Linked DNA regions of Sus scrofa: all the other regions are linked to region 2. Evidence: chromatin contacts called from public Hi-C data. All regions are on one chromosome and are shown on one strand. The core of a region is the stretch at or near the end of the contact, and the rest is flanking DNA. Distances in the headings are between cores, read along the strand shown. Region 1 holds the start of PPP3CB (serine/threonine-protein phosphatase 2B catalytic subunit beta isoform). Region 2 holds the start of ECD (protein ecdysoneless homolog). Region 3 holds the start of SEC24C (protein transport protein Sec24C).

What was found. A called contact is a pair of places that touch in the nucleus more often than the background predicts.
Region 1: a contact with region 2 is called in a Hi-C map of liver, with 10 times the contacts expected there. The contact joins the promoter of PPP3CB here to the promoter of ECD in region 2. A contact is called at or near these places in 3 of 47 Hi-C or Micro-C datasets (heart right ventricle, liver and skeletal muscle) and 1 of 2 datasets of contacts at active chromatin or transcription factors (alveolar macrophages).
Region 3: a contact with region 2 is called in a Hi-C map of liver, with 15 times the contacts expected there. The contact joins the promoter of SEC24C here to the promoter of ECD in region 2. A contact is called at or near these places in 2 of 5 promoter capture datasets (fetal liver and liver), 2 of 47 Hi-C or Micro-C datasets (liver and skeletal muscle) and 1 of 2 datasets of contacts at active chromatin or transcription factors (alveolar macrophages).

Annotation. Positions count from the first base shown.
Region 1 is chr14:76,303,950-76,307,895 of Sscrofa11.1, reverse strand. It overlaps PPP3CB (serine/threonine-protein phosphatase 2B catalytic subunit beta isoform), which reads left to right and starts at 2,551. Exons shown (of 23, transcript XM_021072583.1): 1 at 2,551-2,765. The coding sequence starts at 2,681. LOC110256628 (a long non-coding RNA gene) reads right to left here. Exons shown (of 2, transcript XR_002338398.1): 1 at 2,753-3,946. USP54 (inactive ubiquitin carboxyl-terminal hydrolase 54) reads left to right here. Exons shown (of 25, transcript XM_021072539.1): 25 at 1-673.
Region 2 is chr14:75,991,336-75,995,394 of Sscrofa11.1, reverse strand. ECD (protein ecdysoneless homolog) reads left to right here and starts at 2,773. Exons shown (of 13, transcript XM_005671096.3): 1 at 2,773-2,916. FAM149B1 (protein FAM149B1) reads right to left here and starts at 2,738. Exons shown (of 13, transcript XM_013983338.2): 1 at 2,490-2,738. The coding sequence starts at 2,536.
Region 3 is chr14:76,472,359-76,476,190 of Sscrofa11.1, reverse strand. It overlaps SEC24C (protein transport protein Sec24C), which reads right to left and starts at 2,485. Exons shown (of 24, transcript XM_013983347.2): 1 at 2,350-2,485; 2 at 170-369. The coding sequence starts at 341.

The sequences.
Region 1 (3,946 bases), core at 1,302-3,801, 310 kb before region 2:
AGGGTTGTGCTAGTCTCATCTCAGTAGAGTTGGCAGTTTCTCCTGGGGGAGCCAGGAACCCCTAAAGGACCTGGCTTTTTGAAAAATATTTGAAATTCCAATTTCCATTCACCTAGCAAAAGGAAGCAGCTGCTGTTTAGGGCTTTATTTGACCCACTTTAAAGATGAATCCATATTACTCTGGAAACTAGCTATTGCTTAGGATCTTAGGGTCACCATTTTAGTTCTGGATATCTATGCCTCCACCTGCACCTAAGCCCTCATCCTCTGTTCCTTACTATATTACCAACATCTGTTTTGTGTTTTATCCGCCCATCCCTGTTACCTGATCTTGTGATTTCCTCACCCCCCCATCCTTGGAGGAACATGTAGCTATGTGGTCTTGGTCCTGACCACATCATTCAGGCTAGCCCATCTGCCCAGACTACCAGCCTTCCCTCTGCTCCCAAACCTTAGGCCTAGAATGCGGAGCTGCCAACACAGTATTTGCTCTTCTGAACAGATGGAGTCAGGCACACTAACATACCCTCCTGTCGTCTGCAGCAGAGCCATTACTGCCACTTGCTCAGTCGCCATTGTAAACCCTCAGAGTCAGCTGAACTATTTTAGGGTCAAACATACTGTTTTTGTAAAGTATTTTTCATTAATAAATCTATGAGATAGTTCTATTTAATTTCTTGTCATTTAATTGTCTATTTAATGCCTTTTATATACTCTCAATTTTTTATTTTGGGGTGGGAGGCCTGGAGAAGCCAGAAATACCAATTCGAAGTGGCCTGGGGCTCTCAGAGAGAGCCATGACACAAAGATATCTATCTGTGATTGACAGTGAGGAGCCAAAAAGGAGCTGAAGGATATTTGAAGGGTGTATATTCAAGGTAGGAGTCAATGGGACCTAATATAGACTGACTTTCCCTATTACTAATTATTATTTTTTGCTTTTTAGGGCCACACCCGCAGCATACGGAGGTTCCCAGGCTAGGGGTCGAATTGGAGCTATAGCTGCTGGCCTATACCACAGCCACAGCAATGCAGGATTTGAGATGCATTTGTGACCTACACCACAGCTCACGACAACACCGGATCCTTAACCCTCTGAGTGAGGGTGGGGATCAAGCCTGCAACCTCATGGTTCCTAGTCGGATTTATTTCCGCTGTGCCGCAATGGGAACTCCTTGTTATTACTGCTATCAGTGTATTTTCTATCCCTTTTCTGCCAAGAGGCACTCAACACATTACACACTTTTTCCTCCCCTCCTTGGGTAGATTTTCTGGGGATTCAAACTCCTCTTACAAACTTACTCCTTATCTTTATACTCTTGGGCCCTTCTTCTACAAGTTTGTGATGTGCCTCTTATCCCTTCCTTGATCTCTTCCCATGGCTACCCCTTCCCTTCCCCTATAGGATTATTGCACTTTCATACCAGAAAGATCCATTTTCACCCTGCCTCACTCCCAAATTTATCTACCTCTTAGAAATATCTTGTGGGCTCCCTTTGCAAAGAATACTCACTGGGCATTTCTCTTCTCTTTTACCTCAGGTCTCAGAATCATTGAGACCTAATAAAACGAAGAGGTAGAAAGGTGCTCTTTGACATCTCTGGACAACTGTTTACCTAATTATTAAACATTATGAACATAAGCCCATGCAGTCTTGAGCAGGAGGATGGGCAGGAATTTCTCACGCTAAAGCTTGGATCCTATGTCATCAAGATTATATAGATCTTACTGGACATGCTGGTCTCTGTTCATGATTCAGTACCTCTACTGGAGTCATACGCACACTCTTCATCTAATAATTGTTGCTTGAAGAGTTGGTTCCTGTCCCACTACTCCCTTCTCCATGAATATCTGTCTCTATAAAATTTCCGAAAGTCCTGAGCCCACATTTCTGTATGTATGCACAGAAATACTCTGAGGTTTTTCTAATGAGGAACTAATTTCCTATTTACGCCTCTGTCTTAAAAATCTCTATTTTCTAAATGAATCAAGAGGGAAGCTGTCCTTTTCCGGTGAATTCTGTAGACCCTTTGAACATCTCCTGGTGTCATCCCTTCCTTTCCTCCTGTTTTGACTCAACCCTCGGAGCCTCGTCTGCTGTGGCTGCATTTTTATTCCATGCCTTCCCACTCTTGGCAGTTCCAGCCTATAAACACAGGGTCAGATTCTCTCTCAAACTCCATTTTGAACGCTTGCTTTGCTGTAGAACCTACAAAGCTTCCTCTATTTCTCCTGTCTCTTACCAACCAAAGTACGCAGATCTGGTGGCCAAATTGTTATACGTTTGTTTCTCTATTACTAAGAGATTCTAAGGTTTGATTACGTCTCCCCATATTATTGGAAGCTCCATGAAAGCTGGTGATCCCAAGCACTCATTCACCCCAGCAACTAGCTATAGACAGCAGGTCCTCTCCCTTCTCTTTTATTTCTGCCTGCCCAGAATTTTAACCTGATCCCTTAGCCTCGTCCTGTTTCTCTCCTAGCCTCAGTAATTTTGCCCAAGTCCCTAGAGCCTGCTCCGCCCCCGCCCCCGCACGCGCGGTGCATGCCGGTCTTAGCCCCTCTGTAGGGAAAGAGGGTCCGCCATGTTCCCCGGCGGCGCCGCCGCTTGGCTCTGGTAGCCGCCGCCCCCGCCCCCAACCCCGCCCGGCCCAGCGCCTAGCCGAGCCCCGGGCCCAGCATGGCCGCCCCGGAGCCGGCCCGGGCTGCACCGCCCCCACCCCCGCCCCCGCCGCCCCCTCCCGGGGCTGACCGCGTCGTCAAAGGTGAGAGGTGGACGAAGCCCTGGGGGCCTGGCCTGAGGAGCTGTTGAGGGCGGGCGGGAGACCGTCCCCTCCGGAGCGGGCCCGGAAGGGCGGGCGAGTGACTGGCTGCCTCCCTTGGGGAGTGGCCCCTGGGCGGGCCCCTGCTGGGCTGGGCTGTGGCTCCGAGGTCTCTCGCTTGCCTTGAGGCCGAGGCGGGGGTTTCGCTCTCGAGGTCTCTTAGCTGAAGGGGTGAGGCTACTAGTCGCAGTGAACCCCTTTCTTTTCCAACTCGGCCTGTCAAAGCGGCCCAGAGGCCGCGATTAGCTTCCTGCACCGCGACAGCTGCACGCCTGGCTTGCCGGGCCGGACCGAGGGGTTCGGAGACCTTCAGCCACGCGGGGCTGGGCGATGAGCAGTCAGAAATCACCTCGGCTTTGGCCCACGCCTGCTCCCCAGTGACAGCAGTCCGCCCTCTTCGCGCCTAGTTAGCGCCAGCCGCAGGCTTCGCGCTCGGCCCTCTGGTGTCACCCCGCGCGGAAATTAAGGGAACTATATGGGATTGGACAGGGTGAAGGGACGGGCCAGAATGTGGGGGCCCCAGGCTTGACGTGCAGGATAGATGGGAAAAAAAGGCAGCTTCAAAGAAAAAGCCTCGTGCATAGGAAGAAACATTTGCTTAGAAAACCGTCAACATTCTTTGGTCAAAAACCAAAAAGGGTTACCCCTTCCCTGCAGACAGACACCCACACACTCCCCTTAGAAGAAAAAGTTAGATATTTATCGGCTGGGGCAAGATTTATGGATGTTTAAAGACCACAGGTCAGCAGATTCATTTAAAAGAGAAATTGAGGGCTAATTGAGAGTCGCTTGAGATCTCCATACTCTCTGGGAAAGCCCATCAACTTCAAATACTGCTGTGGAGATGAAAAACAATTTGAAATGATTTTTCTTACCATGTAGCTTGGTCAATAAATTAAAATCATTTTAGAATAAAGTTTTCTCTATTGTATCACGTTTACTTTTGAAACAGATACTTCTATTTGTTTTATTTCATTAAGCTTCTCAAATATTCTGGCACAATGTTTAAACACTGTTAGCCCAGTTTTGGAAATCTGACCAGACATATTTCCATTAAAATATTTAAAAACAAGAAAAACTTTTTCCTTGGTGTTTTTTTTAATTTTTTTTTTCTCTCCAATTTG
Region 2 (4,059 bases), core at 1,524-4,023:
TAGGTTAAACAGAGTTACATAGGTTTCTTTATGAGAAGTCTTCATAGGGCTTTTAATATGCAGAAATATATTTTACATCTAATACTCTTATTTCAGCTAAGGAATGTGAGGCACAGAGGCATGAGGTAACCAACTTAAGGTCATATGGCTAGTTAAGAGATGGAGCCAGGATTCAAATCCAAGTAGTCTGTCTGAGATTTCTCAGAATAAATGAATAGTTTTGAGATTTTAGTGAATTGTATCATTTTTATATTTATAGATAAAGGTAAAGACCCAGTCAGCAGAGCTTGTATTTTAAATTCTTTCTCAGATGGTGGGGATGGCATTGTGTAGGGATATATTTCTCCTTCACTCATTCAATGATCTTACAACCAAAAACTTGCCTTTGAGACAGTGGTGGGGATCAGAAATGTGGATTCCAGCTATGGAATAGAAACTTCAGACATATTTTAGTCTGTCAGAAAAATTTGGTTATAAAGTGACAATTAGATAATACCAAAGAAATATATACGAGAAAATGACTAATTTCTAGAAATGTATAATGAAGTATATAGGGTAAATGACAGTGTCTGGAGTTTTCCTTCCGTATTTCACAGATGACAGAGAGGCTGGAAAAAAGATAAAGATGAAAGAAGAAGGAAATATATTAAAATTCTAACAACTGTTGAATGTAGGTGACGGTTATGTCATTGTATTATTCATTATACATTTATGCTTAAGATTTATTATTTTAAAAATCTTAAGATATATGCTGAAAATGACTTTTATTCCAAACTGTTTTCAACATCTGTAATTTGGAGCCATCAGGGAGAAAACTAAAGTTACTTCTTCAAAGCAAATTATCAATTATAACACCTAAAATTAAAATTACTTAAAAAATAAAATTACTTTTAATATACTCTCATTTAGATGCATATAATCTTCATCATCTCCACTATTCACATTATTTTGACACTTCTAGAGAATCATCTTTTGGGAGAGTTATCTTTAGTGAGTATCAAATCAATAATAGAGAACAAATAACACAATGATAGTGGGTCAATAATTCTGGCCCAGTAAGTGCCTATCAGTAATTTTTTCGATGAAAGATATTTTTTTTCACTTTCAGAATGGCCAGAATTAATTATAAAAGCAGATTTTTAGCTAACCCACATTTGCTTTATTGGGAAATGACTTTCTTCTTCCTAGTTCCTAAAAATCTTTATTATCTGAATTGCTTCTGTGTCCTGTCCTATTACTTAGATAATAAGCCTCTGAAAGGCAAGGAAAGATCACAGACTGATTTTCTTTGTATGACTACTGCACCAAATAAAGGTGGGAAGGAACAAGGAAATGACCATTTATTGAGGCCCTATTAAATGTCAAGCCCTATGCCATCATTTTAGACATGCTTTTAGATAAAGTCTTATTCCTATGTTATAGAAATGAAGGCTCAAAAAATTAGTAATTTGCCTAAAATTCAGAAGGCTAGAAAAGAGTCTAACCAGAAACCCAGGTGTGACTGAAAATACCATAGCTGTTATTACCATATATAATTAATATTTAATTAATAAATGTATGGTTGCTAAAATTACATACCTTAGTGGAGAAAAACAACAACTGGGATTTGGGGTTAAAAAGCCCAAGCTCAAAAACCTATTGGTTATATAATCTTAAGATGTGTACCTTTCTGATACTTCCTCTGCTGAAAATTGAAGATGGTCATATCCATCTTAAAGATTAAGATGTGAAAGTTTCTGAAAGTGTAAAGCATTAATAAATGTATGACATTATCATTACTTCCTAAATTACAACACTTCACTAAGTTGTTCAAGCTGGAAATATCTGTTCTCTAAAGTCTCAAAAGCAAACCTGATCCTGAGGATTCTGACTCTTCAACGCAGAGGTGGGGAGACAGTATGTAATGGTTATGACCACAAACTTCAGAATCAGACTGATAACGGGTCTATACTTCAGCTCCATCACCACCTAGCTGTGTGATCTTTGGCACGATACAACCTTCAGATCTGGGATCTTTATCTTGTAGGAAGTACAAAATAAGAGTTCCTATCTGGTATCCTTATTGATAGGATTAAGTAAGCTAATGCATGTAAGCGCTTCGCAGGGTGTTTGGCTTTAGACGTATTCAACTTTATTGTAGGACTCAGTTATTAATAACTTCACGAGTTGTTAGTGGCCATGGAAAGTGGGGCATGGAACACAACGGAAACTACAAATGCCTTAGGAAACCCAGTTCCTGAGCCCCGGGAGTGCAGCCCAAGAGGGTCAAGTCCTGGGATTGCACTGGTAACACGCTCTTAGCTGGAGATGGAGGTCTGGAGGGGCAACGTCCGGCAAGGCTAGGAGGAGAAAATTTCAAAGAATTTTTTCTTTCCCTCGCCCTGGGAAAGAAAAAGGAGCAAGGGACTGGTCAAGGAGGGTCCCCAGAGCGCCTGCGGCCCGCCACGGCTTCCCCCGGCCCCAGCTGGGTGGCTGAGCAGTCCACTCACAGCTCCAAGTTCTGAGGCACCGCCTTCCGTGTGTATCTGGAGATCATCCTCCTCTTCCTCCTCAGCCGCGGCCGGGGCGGCCAAGCCAGGGTGGGGGCCTCCGGGCCTGGCCCTCCCGCCAGCTCCGGCTCGGCCCCCTCCCGCCACCTTCCGGCCCCGTCACGCCCCGTCTCCTAGACTCCGGACCGCCACCACCCCAGGATCCCCACCTCTCCAGTCCTCTCCCCTCCCTGTTTCCCCGTGGGGGCGGAAGTGACGAACGCACAGGTGCAGCCGCCTAATACTCCCGCCGACACCTAGCAAAGGCGACGCTGGGAGTTCCGGAGCTGAGCCGGTTTCTGACTTAAGTTTCCGCTGGCTTCAGGTCCTAGACAAGCGTGTGGATCCAGTCAGAGCCGGGCTTTGGCTGCTGCTGGCAGCCCACGAGGTAGGAGAGAAGGCTGAGGAAAGGTGCCGCAGCAGGGACGTGAGGAAGAGGCCCAGGCTTTAGAACTGGAAGCGAAATTGGCTTCATTTTGTTGGATGAAGAAGGGACCCTTGTTTTGAGTAAAGAGCGCTAGAACCTAGTCCGGCCTCAGCTGCTTGGTTGCTTCTCCTGCCGTGCTCCCGGTTTCCTCATATGTACAGTGTGGAGTCAGTCTGAGTGATCTCAAAGTCCCTTCTAGCCTGACACTAAATTCTTCATAATAAGGTGTGCTTGGCATTCTGGGGTGGGTGAGTATTTATTATCTGTCAATCTGGACTGTAGTGAGTGTCTGGATAGAAGATGCAAGTTCCTCTCGACTTAGTTTTATTAGTTCCTTGGAAAACCAAATAAGCCTGAAAATCGAATCACAGCCTTAAAGTGGACCATCCAGTGCAATATCTTTCTTTAACAAGCCTCACCTGGCAGCAATAGTAAGCTAGTACTTTTGTCTGTAAGGGAAATCCTTAGAAAACAGTTATTTATACCCTCTGAGACCTGAAAAGGGGCGGAGGGCGGTGGTTTGGGACGGGTTGTTGTAGGATCAAGAGCCATGGGCAGATTATTTTGGGGTGAAATGATAGGATATAAATGTTTTGTAGTTTTGAATTCACCCATGATGTACAAGGGGAAAGATTTAAATTCTGCAGAGTAAGGGAGATTACTCTTAAGAGTGTTTAAACAATAAAAATTCAGGGAAGAAGTTCCCTGGTGGCTCAGGAGGTTAAATACAGCTGTGTCATGGGTTCAGTCACTGGCCTGAGAACTTATGCATGCTACAGGCATGGCAGGAAAGAAAGGAAGAACGAACGAACGAAAAGAAAGAAAGAAAGAAAGTAAAGAGAGAGAAAGAGAGGGAGAAGAGGATGAAGGGAGGAAAGTAGAGACGGATTTTAGAAATGATAAAATAACATTCTCATTCTACAATTAGGGGGAAGCCCCAGAAAGAGAAAATGAAATGCCCAGAATGACACAACTAGGACCAGTGGCAGAACTGGAATTTTTGTCAATATTTCAAGAGATGTTATTGCATTGTTTCTGACCGTGTGTTACATGCACCACTATTAGTGCAAAGGCAAACATTTTTTATTTCATTTTTACACGCTT
Region 3 (3,832 bases), core at 1,236-3,735, 480 kb before region 2:
AAACAAAGAAAGGAAGACTGTCCACAGGGCTCTCAGTGTCCAAGAACCAGATTCATGTTCCTCAATGCCCAATCACCACAACCCTCTAGGCAGCTTAGGTAGGATAATACAACCCAACCTGAAGACCACTAATTCCGCTCCTTAGCTCAAGGGAAGCTTGGAAAAATACCTGGGGGAGGGGCTTGCTGATAGCCTGGTACTGGACCATTGTAGGCTCCATAGGGAGTGGGGGCAGCTGGGGATCCTTGTTGTCCACCATAGCTGGATTGATGATACCCTGGGTAGACAGGCTGGGGCTGCCCGAATGGCGGCACAGGTGGAGCTGACTGGTTAACGTTCATTATGAGAGCATCCCCAACTTGGTCTCACCTATTAGATGAAAGAGAAGAGAGAAATTAGTCAAAATCAACTTTCTTGCTTTTTTTTTAAGGCTGCACCCATGGCATATGGAAGTTCCCAGGCTAGGGGTCAAATCAGAGCTGCAGCTGCACAGCCACAGCAACACAGGATCTGAGCTGTGTCTGCAACCTACACCACAGCTTACAGCAATGCCGGATCTCTAACCCACTGAGCAAGACCAGGGATTGAGCCCACGTCCTCGTGGATATAGTTGAATTCATTTCTGCTGCACCACAATGGGAACTCCCCAGAATCAACTTTCTAAAGAGAGAGCACTATTCACAGTAGGAATCAGAGACAGAAAAGGATGGAGCTTATCAAGCAGTGATCGGCCTAATCATTTCCACACTACCAAAGGATCTTTGTAATTTTCTGCCTCAGACAGTAGGTAAGATTGCCTCCTCAAAGTAAGGATTTTGTTACTCTCAACCCCATGCTTTGTCATTGCCAAGAGGGTATAAATTTCAACTTCAGATAGGCCCACTAGAATGGAGCAGCAGCCTCCATTCCTCGTGGTACGATTTCTAGTGTCTAGTCATACCACTGATGAACTGCTGTGATATTACAGGTAACTGAAACAATGTTCCCACTTTCCATTCATTAACTCTAGCATCCATTCATTCCACAAAAATGAATACCTTCTAGTGTGCTAGTCATTTTTAATCACTCAGACTTCATAGCTAAAACAGATCGGCAAAATTCCCTCCCCCTCAGAAGGCAAATTTTAGAGTAACCGGCTAGAGAAAAGACATTTTTTGGTTAAACTGCAGTAAATCAAGTGCTTCTCCATCCCCAGTATTCCCACCAAGAGTGTATGGACCTTAGAACTGAAGCATTAAAAATCAATAAATGTAAAGAACAGTTGAAAACTCTAGCAAGTTACCAGATTAGAATTAAGTGCAGGCCTGGCACAAAACATCTCACAACAACCCAGGGAAACAGTTCAAAGATCAGTGGCAAAGTTACATTTCACGGAAAAAGATCATTCACCTTATCCTTCTAGCAGAGGGACTATGAGTATTTCAAATCTCAATGCACTTCTCCAACTCTCCAGTTTGTGCTCTCCTTATATGTCATGAATCTAGGCCACCACCGAAATTATCACAATCTTTTCCAGCAAAAGAGGAATGAACTGGAGAGCCTTTCCAGGGTCCTTTCAAGAAGAAGACTCTCTGATCATATCTACTACTCTACATAGCCTGATCATTCCAAATATCCTATAGACAGAAGGGGCCCAGGAAGCAAAAAAGTTCAGTTTCTGCAATGGAACAATGGGCCTCTCCCCTTTGCTAGGAAGGGCCATTTTGACCACAGAAAAACTGAGCTGCTTCTGGACTAGAACTCTTTAAATTCAACGCCATCTCGGGAGCTGTTCTTCCAAATACTAAACCTAGCACAGAGCACCACATGAAGCTTGACAGACGTCCTCTTCACCTTTATCCTCCTAAAGTCAGTGTGGGAGTGGGGATGGCAGAAAAGGAGCTTCTTTTCGAGGAAATAACCCTTTCAAATACACCCAAGAGTTTGAAGTAAGGCTCAAGTCTCTGAGTGGACAGTCAAGGGTGACAACCCAGGGGGCGGGGCAAGCTTCCTAGAACTCTTAAAGTAGTCGAACTGTGGAGGCTGGGAGCGTCGGGGCTCAAACCCGAGAAGCCAAGCCAGCTTCTCAGGCCACGATGAGAGAGAGGGCTGGTCCACTAAGCAGTAGATCAAGGGTCTCTCGCCCTTCAGCAGGCTCAGGGCAGGAAGCGGGAGCCGGAATCTGGGCCAAGAGGGGAGAAGGGAGGGTCTAGGACTGATCCTGGACTGTGGATGCCTGAGGTGAGGGTCTCTCCCTGGGCCCCGCCCCGGGCTCCTCCCATTCTTCTGAGACCGGACCCCAATCTGGCCAGTGATACCCCGGCCTCTCTTCTGCTTTCTACCCACCAACCTCCCGAAGCCACTCCTCACCCGGCTCCAGATCCAGGTTCGACTTCGTTCCTAACGTCAAGGCTCCCAGGCTCCACTTCCGGTTCCGAGGAAGCCGGCCCTTCGCCCCCGGAAGTTCCACCCCCACGTTCCAGGGCCACTCCTTCTGCCACGTCTGCGGTAGGAGCGCGCTGAGGAACCCGGATGCCGCGCACGCGCCATTTTCCCCTCCCATTATGGCCGTCACCTGGGACGCTTCGCTGGTTCCTATGCATTTTCGCTCCACCCCAACCCCCACCGCCACCCACCCCAGAGTCCTGGTAACTTAAGGTCCCATCAGCTGAGATGCGATTGAGAAAGCTAGGTCAACTATCTTTAGTAACGCTCCTCCAGTTCCGCTATGACAGAGACCGCTAGATTTAGAGTCCTGTAGCGACTTCCTGCTGACCCCTGGCCCCATTGATTTCCGTCTTCGATGTTCTCACCCATGACCTTTGCTGGTCCTGAGTTTTGCGGAACGGAATGTATAATATAAAAGGACACTAATTCTTCTTTTGGGCTTCATGTGTTGAAGTTGTGGCTCTTCAGTTCTCTAACTTGGGTGACTTAATCTCAGCCTCGGTTTCTTTAATCTGTAAAATGGAGAAAATATGAATGCCCTTCTAATAGCTTGTGGAGAGGACGGAATTAGGTCACATAGAGTGCCTGACAACATAGTAAGTGCTTCTTACTTTTTTTTTTTTTCTTTTTTTTGGTCGGGCCAGTGGCATGTGGAAGTTGGCAGAACAGGGTTTGAACCTCTTACCACAGCAGTGAAAAGGCTGGATCCTTAACCTGCTGAGCCACCAGGGAACTCCTAGTTAACCATTTTTATTTAGTGCCTTGGTTTAGATGCAGAGCTCTGCTAAAGCCTGATGATCTCTACTCTCAGAACACCCCCAGCCTATTGGGTAATTATTATTACCCATTTAGTGAGTAACAATAATTGTAGCTGGTATTTGTGGTAATTTAAAAAATATACATAACCTCATTTAATCCTTTCAATAATTTTTTTCATTTTTAATAATAGTAATTATTTTAGTACAAATATTGATGTTTATTTTTAGATAATAAAAATTCAGGAGCATTTTTCTACTTCATAGCATCCATTAAATCAATTTTATGACTTTTTGCATTATAATATATTCATTTATCATTTTTTGTATTTTTTTATTTTTTCTCTTTTGTCTTTTTAGGGCCTCACCCTTGTCATATGGAGGTTCCCAGGCTAGGGGTCCAATCGGAGCTGCAGCTGCCAGCCTATGCCAGAGCCATAGCAACACCACATCTGAGCCACGTCTGTGACCTACATCAGAGTTCACAGCAACACCAGATCCTTAACCCACTGAGCGAGGCCAGGGATTGAACCTGCAACCTCATGGTTCCTAGTCGGATTTGTTTCCGCTGCACCACAACAGGAACTCACTGTATTTCTTTTTTTAACAGTATTTAATTTACTGTGAGTTTCAGGTGTATAGCAAAGTGA